Regions from separate parts of the Aphis gossypii genome. Here region 2 is linked to region 1. The links are chromatin contacts, called in public Hi-C maps. All regions are on one chromosome and are shown on one strand. The core of a region is the stretch at or near the end of the contact, and the rest is flanking DNA. Distances in the headings are between cores, read along the strand shown.

Evidence for each region. A called contact is a pair of places that touch in the nucleus more often than the background predicts.
Region 2: a Hi-C map of whole body shows a contact between it and region 1, with 2.8 times the contacts expected there. The contact joins the promoter of LOC114127332 here to the promoter of LOC114127375 in region 1. A contact is called at or near these places in 2 of 2 Hi-C or Micro-C datasets (both in whole body).

Annotation. Positions count from the first base shown.
Region 1 is chr2:30,383,464-30,387,747 of ASM2018417v2, reverse strand. LOC114127375 (40S ribosomal protein S20) reads right to left here and starts at 2,535. Exons shown (of 3, transcript XM_027991599.2): 1 at 2,368-2,535; 2 at 867-966; 3 at 459-792. The coding sequence starts at 2,370. The coding sequence ends at 536. LOC114127374 (a long non-coding RNA gene) reads left to right here and starts at 2,698. Exons shown (of 3, transcript XR_003592671.2): 1 at 2,698-3,423; 2 at 4,153-4,284.
Region 2 is chr2:30,643,801-30,648,664 of ASM2018417v2, reverse strand. It overlaps LOC114127332 (leucine-rich repeat-containing G-protein coupled receptor 4-like), which reads left to right and starts at 2,406. Exons shown (of 9, transcript XM_027991536.2): 1 at 2,406-3,104. LOC126550525 (a long non-coding RNA gene) reads right to left here and starts at 2,015. Exons shown (of 4, transcript XR_007604648.1): 1 at 1,785-2,015; 2 at 922-1,028.

The DNA of each region.
Region 1 (4,284 bases), core at 1,286-3,785:
AATATGAATTTATGTATTATATAATAATATGACCTTTGTTTTTTTTATACATACATTATGGCTATTCCTATCTATTAATATATTTGGTGGCTCGTGAGTCTCTTCTTGCTGGCCAGTGGCCACCCCTGCATTACAATGATTGTTAAATACAAAGATATTGTTACGATCCAACAAAATTACCCATCCACCTAGTTGTTTGGGGCAATTGCCCCAAACAAATAAAGTTGTGGACACCACTGCTCAGAAGTATTAATTAACTGTAATAAATTTAACATCCTATTACTGGGTTGTTGAACTTGGCAATTCAATGCCTTCTGTGTCATTCCTGAGATAATTACTTTCAATCGCTTTGATAGTTGAATAGGCTCTTATAAATAAGTTATTGCAGATTTGTCCTGTGATTATATTGTAATAGTTATATAACATTTTAAAACAAATAAATTAAAATAACGGCATGATGTAATTTTTAACTTTTATTAGACATGATATTAGTTGTCGTAGCATTCAAATCATATATTATATAAAAAAAAACACATCACTCGCTAGCAATGCTAACTTCAGCAATTACACCAGGTTCGAGGTTGACACTGGTGATTTGTTTGACTTTATCGCTTGGGCATTTTAAATCGATCACCCTCTTGTGAATTCTCATTTGGAATCTGTCCCATGTCTTTGAACCTTCACCACAAGGTGTTTTCCTAGTTGTGATACGCAAGAATTTTGTTGGCATACGTACTGGTCCTTTAACTGGCAGTTTCCTCTTCTTAATATCGGCAATCATCTCGGAGCACACTGTAATGAATATTTCAATTATAAGGTAATATACTAAGGTTTATACATGTATAAACAATAAAAATATATCCTACCACTTTCCAAACTTTTGATGTTCTTGGAAGTCAATGTGATACGGATTTTGTGCCTCTTTTGATCAGTAGGAGTGTTTTCCACATCTTTAAATTCCAAATCCTTAAACAGATACAATAAAATTTTATATCAACAAGTAAATTTTTAACGAGAAAATAATAGTTATAAAGATAAAATATAGGTATGCCTTAATTATTTCCTATCGAGTAATAGACTAATCTGTATACAAATATACGGTTAAATTAAATGTTTTCATCAACCAATCTAACCAATAAATCTAATTTAATAAATGAGCATGTCCATAAGGTTAGATCCTATGTCTATGGTTAGATCTAATAAAAAATACTATTAAAAAAAAAAAATTGTTGACATTTAGGTATTTGTAATTAAATTATTTAAAAAAAAAAAATCGTTTTTCTTTAAATTGTAGTAAGCAAAATATACATCATATTAATTGACTGAAAATTTGAACAAATAAAAGAAAATGTTTCAACTTATCATAAAAGTTTGTGTATCTAAAAAATAAGTAATTGTAGAGAACATTTCCTAAATCATTACATACAATCACATGATAAATAAGTAAAAAATGATTTAACACTTTAAGAAATAAGAACATTAAGTTCAATTGAACAAAATAGTCTGAAGTTTACTAGGTACATTCAAATTAATTAGGTTATTAAAAATTACAATATCTAAATATGAAAAAACATAAATGATTTATGCATCTTATTATTAAGTAGAAGAGATAAATCAGCCTCAATGATAATCTATGTGAGTAAATAAAATTATCTATAATTTTATGGATTTTAAGATGAAAACAATAAATCAATAATAACACTTGGGACCTATAATAATTGATTTCAAAACTAATATTTAAGTACTGTCCACAGTAACCTGAACAGTCTTAACATGGAATATTATTATGCTCTATAAAATGTAAACATGAGTGCATACAAAAATCAGAAAAAGTGAAATATTCAATAATACGCACAGATGTATAGCCTTACTAGGTAGCATCTTAGTAGTAACAATTTAGGAGAATTATTTGTAAATCGTTAATTTGAACAATAACATCAACAGAGATTAAACGACATAGTTGGAGAATTACTTTAAGTTGACCAAAAATTAAGAACTTTTAGACAGCACACTGGGGAGGGTCAAGGGGCGACTAATAGTAAATCATACAAGTTGTATGCTGGTAATATAGTTTTTATTATTGACTATTAGTACATCAGTGAGTTAAGATATGGTCGTGTCCGTGTAGTGAAAGAAAATTGAAACCGTTTGCGATGATACGATAACAGCGATCAAAAATGGTTTTTGGAAACCACGACAACATAAATCGAGTACTTTTCGTATGGCGTCCACCGCCGGAAGACAGAATTTTACCGCATTTGATTATAACAAGACAGGTACGCGTCGAGTTTCGTTTTAGTTTTCTGGAACCTGTCAAAAGCTTGAACTAAAAGCGATAGCCAATTAATACGGTCATGTAATACTCACCATGATTGAATGTCTTCGATACAGCAAGCTGACGACGAAAATGAACGGAAACGGTCCGAATCACGAACGACTAAAAATCACCAAACGTGGAAAACCGATCGCAAAGGAGAGAATATGTCGAGTGGAATTGTTAGGTTATGTTATCGTGTATGGAATAATAGTGGTAGGCGGACCACGGACGTACTTTGGTAACAATTCGGTATGCAGGGTAAGCCTATGCCCAGTGCCGACAACGTGTTCACCGTGGTACCCATGTATTTCATAATCAGTTATGAATGATAAATTGTAGTTGTGATAATGTGATGTAGGCAATAGCCAATTGCCAATAATATGTTCAATTATTGTCTGTGGGCCGTTCGCGGGCCCCGGCACTTCTGTACTAGGTTAATCTTTCGTTTAAATATTTTTTTAACTATTAATTATTATTTATACTAACGTTAATGTTAAATAAATAAAGAATTCAAGTTCATATCTCATAGTACTACAGGTGAGTGCTTCAATAACGATGTAATTTTCAAGTTAACGAGTACTAAATTAATATTCATTCTAAAATTAAAAACTAATCAAATTTGAGTTTATGGCAATGATCAGTATCTATAAATACCTGGGCCCACCCATCCATACCATTATACCGAGTGAATCGCGCTGAATAACCCATCCAGTCAATATGACTCCTAACCACCTTTCACATCAATCTAAAGAACAAAATACTCTTGTATGAACTTGTACTACAATTTGTATGGTCATGTGGTGTACAACTTATATAGACAAACTTAAATGGGAAGAAGCAAGTATTATTTTTCCAGTTACTTGTGTTAATAATAAAATTGTTTACATTTATATAACAGGCATCACTAGTAGTTTCATTGTTTAATGACTGGTTTGATTTTTTGAACACTCAACAAAAATATAATAATGGGGTATCAAGTTATGGTCTGAATGAAAATGTTCAAAATGAATCAATTACTTGACAGGATGACTAAATTCATAAAATCAATGAAAGATGAGAGTACATGGTAAAACATCATTACTACCTTTTCAAAAGGGTAATAATAGGTAAATATTTCATATCCTTTAAAATAAACAATACATTTTGTTTTATTAAATATTATTTATCAAATAGCTTACGTTATTAATAGAAATAGTTACATGTAAGAGTAAGACATCTTTGAAAAATTTGTTAGTTGATTTAAAAAACTCTGCATTAGAATACATTTTAACCAGGAAATTGAATACAGATGGACTGGAACATTTTTTTAGCATCTTTAAGGGCTTGGATGAAAATGCTTGTAACACATCAAAGCTTTAGACTTCAAATACTGATGATTCTTAAATTAAAAGAAATTAAAATGAATGTTATTATTTTGCAGCCAATATTTAATTATTTGTTATTGATTATAATTTATAGTCTAAGATGGTACATACTATTAGGCAAGCATTATAATATAACATTTACTGAAAACACTAATTCACAATGTAGTATAGTGGCCTTCAACTTTTTTGGATTTGCAACCCACTTTTTTAAGGCTACATTTTTCGCGACCCATGTAAGCAGTGTAATTATTTTTTTACCTGATATAAATTTAATTTTTATTTTAAAAAGAAGACTTATCGTGACCCAATTTTAAAGCTTACGCTATCCAAAAATGGATCGCGACATACCGGTTGAAGACCACTGATGTAGTATACTAGTAAAGAAGATAAATTGTTGGGATAAAATGATATTTTACTGCCCAAATATTATTATTAAGGTGTAAATAATATTGATAAATTCACATGTTAAAGGTGTCCATTTAACTTCGGAGCAGAAAATTAAAGTGATATAATTTGACGAGTTATGTTTCTCAATCAATATGCTATGACAAAAATGAAAAAGTATGAGAAAGTGTATGGGTCACACAAGTGTGTTCAAACAGT
Region 2 (4,864 bases), core at 1,157-3,656, 260 kb before region 1:
GAACATACATTTTCGGAAATACATGATTTTATGAATATATTTTGAATTATACGTACCTTATTCATAGAAAATTTTACTCATTATCGTAATCCCTCCCTCAACTAATTTTGAAGAAACTCAGTTTAATAAATTATATAATTCACGAGATTTAATATTTGTATGCATTTATATAAAATATTAATGCTTTATAAATTTTTTCTGACTTAATACCTATAATGTTATACTATATTATACGTCTTGTAGAATATTATAAGAGTACTGAAACCATTAACCTCTCTAAGAATTTTTTTAATTTCCCTACTGCAGTGATTAAATAGTCGGAAAGTCATTGTAATTATTAAGTTACTTATTTATATAAGGAGAACATTTTCAGTAAAGGTATTAAGTCAGATCTCAGAAGGTGATTGTTAAGGATTTCAGACTGTTTATTTTCCTAACATAGGAGTATTGTAGTTGGTATACGTATTTTTTTCTATAGTAATTATTATGTATTTATGTCTCATAAAAAATAATTCATAACTTCGATGCTATGGCCTATTTTATATAAATGTAACGAAAATCTATTGAAAAATGAAATAATTTAAGACATTTAAGTCATTAAAATAATTCTTAAACGCAAAATCTATTTTCTTTATTTAATTGTGATTTCACAAAAATAATCTTGTTTACTTTAAACGTTTACTAATACTATAATTTTAAGTTCTAAATTTACATTTTACGATTGACCAAATATAGTTTTTTTAAATAAATTCTATTAAGTGTTTTAACGCTAAATGTATATATATTTTAGATTATATATACATTTAGATAACCATCAATAGATTGTTATAAGTTATAACTAAGTTATTTAAAAATCTTTATTTACCCAAATAGTTTATATCGAATTAAATTTGATTTTTAATATTTAAAACAGTTAATTACCTATTTACGAAGCTTATTCAAGCTTGATTATCAAGGTTGCAACGGCTAACGGTGGCTGCGCTCCTTACTGTAGGCAAATCGCGCATTTGATAAACCAGATTGTTTTCCTGCAAAATGTCGGTTGCCTCGATTATTTAATTTATAAATAAAACCACGATATCTATTAAATATTTTTTAATGAAATGTAAAATGCTAGAATTTGAAACAAAAAATGATTTTTGAAACAAATAATGGTTTACTTTATGTAAATATGTAGATGTATAAAGGTCCCCCCATCGCTGCAGTGTGTGGGGGGGACCTTAATACGTGTATTAAAATCTACACTGTAGCCTATTAGACTATACAGGACAGGTAGGCACATCTAGTTTGTTTCTCGAATAAACTCATTACACTTAATCATTTTATCACGTTATTTAAAATTAACGTTGTCAAAGACCAAATGCTAACAATGACTAACGACTATCAAATGACCATTACGTTATTATTTTAAACACATTATTACACTTAACGTTATATTGGAACCGAAAGGAAGAATTTATCGATTCCAATCGGTTTAAAACCTAAACAGATTATTATGACGATTATAAGATATATTATTCCAACAGTATTATATATTATGTAAATGTGTGTAAAACATCGCGTACAATACGAGTATTATATGACGCATAATATCATACGATTTCAGGGCGGCAGCGTTGGTATTTAGAGGATATATATAATATATTTATTACATAGTTGTACACAATATTACAATGTATATAATACACGGAATGCGCATGTTATTATAATATTATTAAAAGTTTAGATATTACTTCATATAGACATTATTATACTATGTGTACCTTTACGTGGCGTGTACCTACCTATGGATACGTTTGGCGTTTGCATTTCGAAAACACGACCGTCTCCCAGCGGATTGCGCACACAATATTTCATATTATTATTATTATTATTGTAATATATTAAACATTTTAATAAGGTACGATTCGCCACCGTCACTGATTGTATGATATTATCGTGATGTGTTTTAGCTGGTATATACCTACACGTCGGCGTCAACTACACTGTGCGACGTCAATGATGTCATCATCATCATATAATATAATGTAAAGTGATATAAATCGTAATAAATCGCTAATCGAGAACAAGAGTATAAGTAGGAAAAAACGGAGTCGCTGCCAGAGAGAGAGAGAGAGACCGAGAGAGGAAGAGAGACAGAGAAACGATTCGAACACAACAATATAATATGTATATTATTATATCAAAATAAGTTTAGTCGTCCGTAGTCGAGCATTGAGCTCACGCACTCGCACGCATTCGTGTACAGGGCGTATCCGGAGGATTTTTGACAATATTATCCGTTGAAATCATATCACTCGCTCAAGGTGCACCCTGTATACAAGTGTACGTTATACGCTATCATAATATATTATACGCACACACACACATGTGTGGTATAAAGACGTATATTTTAATAATATGGTATATAGGTACTTATCGCGTGCGAGTGCGCGCGCTCGTGTAATTCGTGTTTATTGCTATTCCCGTCGGTCGGTCGGTCGGTCCATTTAAAAGCGTATATTCTTGACGTGTGTCCCCTTTGCCGATCCGCGCGGGTCAGTTTGATAGCATTTGCAGCGCGCACGCAACGCATTTCACGCCACGACGCGCACCCGGAACGGATTCGAGACGATATTCAATCATCGCATTGACGTTTTTTATAAACATTATAATACGATTTTACGCGTTTCGCACGTCGGCCGGCTACCGAACACAAACACGAGTACAATACATAAGACGTGTAGTATATAATAGGTATAAATTATTAAAAAACTGCCCTTCGCGACAGATTTTCGTTGCACGCGGTTCTCTTTTCATCTTCTCGGAGAGGTGAGACCCGTCGGCTCGCGGTCTTCGGCGCGTCATAGGCATTTTCGTTTTTTTTTTTTTTTACAACCCGTCGCGCACCGTGCGCGGGACCCGTCGTACGGTTTAATATAATATTATATAGTATTTTAAGTTCAACATAATTGGTGTAATAGTGCGCTTACCGCGAAAGTCGAAAAGTCGTTATTTACATCGATCCGCCGTCGTCTTCCAATCACAGTGGACCGCGAACGAGGACTGAAACGCCGCCGTCTCTTGGTCGTAACGTAGTCGTCGTCGTCGTCGGATGATGTTCAGTAAGCACAAAATTCATTTTGCCGTCGTTTTGCGCTTAATATATATATTATATATTATTGTTTTTATATCGTATACTGTTATTGCCACGTTGACTGAGAAATCGTTGACAAATGAACGAATTGTAAAAATCTCCTTATCGTGGAGAAACGCGTTTACTTGACACCACAGTATATATAATATTATGTCGGACGAACGGACGCGGCAAAAATGTGTCCAAGGCCGCTGCGCGTCGTTTCCGTCGACCGGCTACCGCGCTTTGTTTGCGCGGGTTAGCAAAGACGCATAAAATAAAATACGCTTCTGTCAAGGAAGTTGTACCTTTGCCGCCAGCCGCGTAAAGTTTTCGTCTCGTGTCGTTATGATAGTATACAATAGTCCCGGGCGTTTATAACGACAAAATCATAGTCATCGAAGTCGACAAATTTAAAATAGTGTTGTGAAATTATATCGCCTAAATGAATACAGTGACACAGGACACGCGGGACTAAAATATTACATAAACGGTATACATAATACATATATTAGGTATATTTTCATCGATTTTAGTTGGGGATGTACAGCAACGACACGACATTTGAATATTATTTATAATAAATGCGCTGCAAAAACGAAAAACCGACGAAAACTGCGATGAGAATTACGGTATTTATAGTCCTGTATATATTGGTTGTTAATTCTTTACTCAAATGAAAAGTTTTTAAAGCAACAGGTTTTTATAACATGATATCGGTAATGGATATCTAATGATTTTTTTTTGTTTAAAGAAATCATAATTTTTTAAAGAAATTTAGGGAAAGCAATTGAAGTTTAGGTTAGCTTTCACCCACTGAAGCGAACCGATTTTTACGAACGTACTCCTCTAATAGGCATAATATAGTTCTTACATAGTTATACTTAAAAAAGTTATTATTGTTATAAGTTTTATAATGATTAGGATAATAGACAGTTTTAATATTATTATTTTCTAAAAACTATAACATACACCTTTTATAAATTTAATATTTTGGAACATATCACTTAACAGGGATCCTTTTTTTTTTAAAAAAAAAAAAAACAACGATGATTTATATAATATATACATTATACTGCAGGGTGTCCAATGAGGATTTATCTATTGTGACATCTCTTTAAATAGTAGAAATATCATAATTTTGCAGTTATTTTTTAAAAGATTCATCATGATAAGGACTTAAAAAAATATATTTTTTATTTAATTATTTTCAAAAAAAGTCATTTTGTAGAGTTTATTTTTCTGAAAATTGTAATGTTTCAACATTTTATTCTCAATAACATAGTTATTTTTAATATTTTTTTTAGTAGGTACACTAAAAGCATGCACCGACCTCACTATTCCGCGGGCCATATATTTGATACTATATGGAATTAAATAATTCACAGTGTTTTTCGAAACTAGAAAAAAATATTTAAAAACACGAAATTAATGAAAATAAAGTGATGAAACGTCAACATTTTTAGAAAAATAAACTCTATAAAATGCATATCTTCATTTTTTTGAAAATTATTTTTTTTAACTTTTTACCAAAATATTAAATTATCTAAAAAACAGAATTATGATCCATCATTTCAGAAGAGATCACAATGGTCAAATCCTTACGGGAAACCTGTATGGCTGTATATATATATATATATATATAAGAACATATTAAGAATATTCCATATAATGTTTCACAAGTTTCATATTTACGTTATACCTCTATGTGTAGATACCTACTTTATTGGAGAAATGCGAGATGTGTAA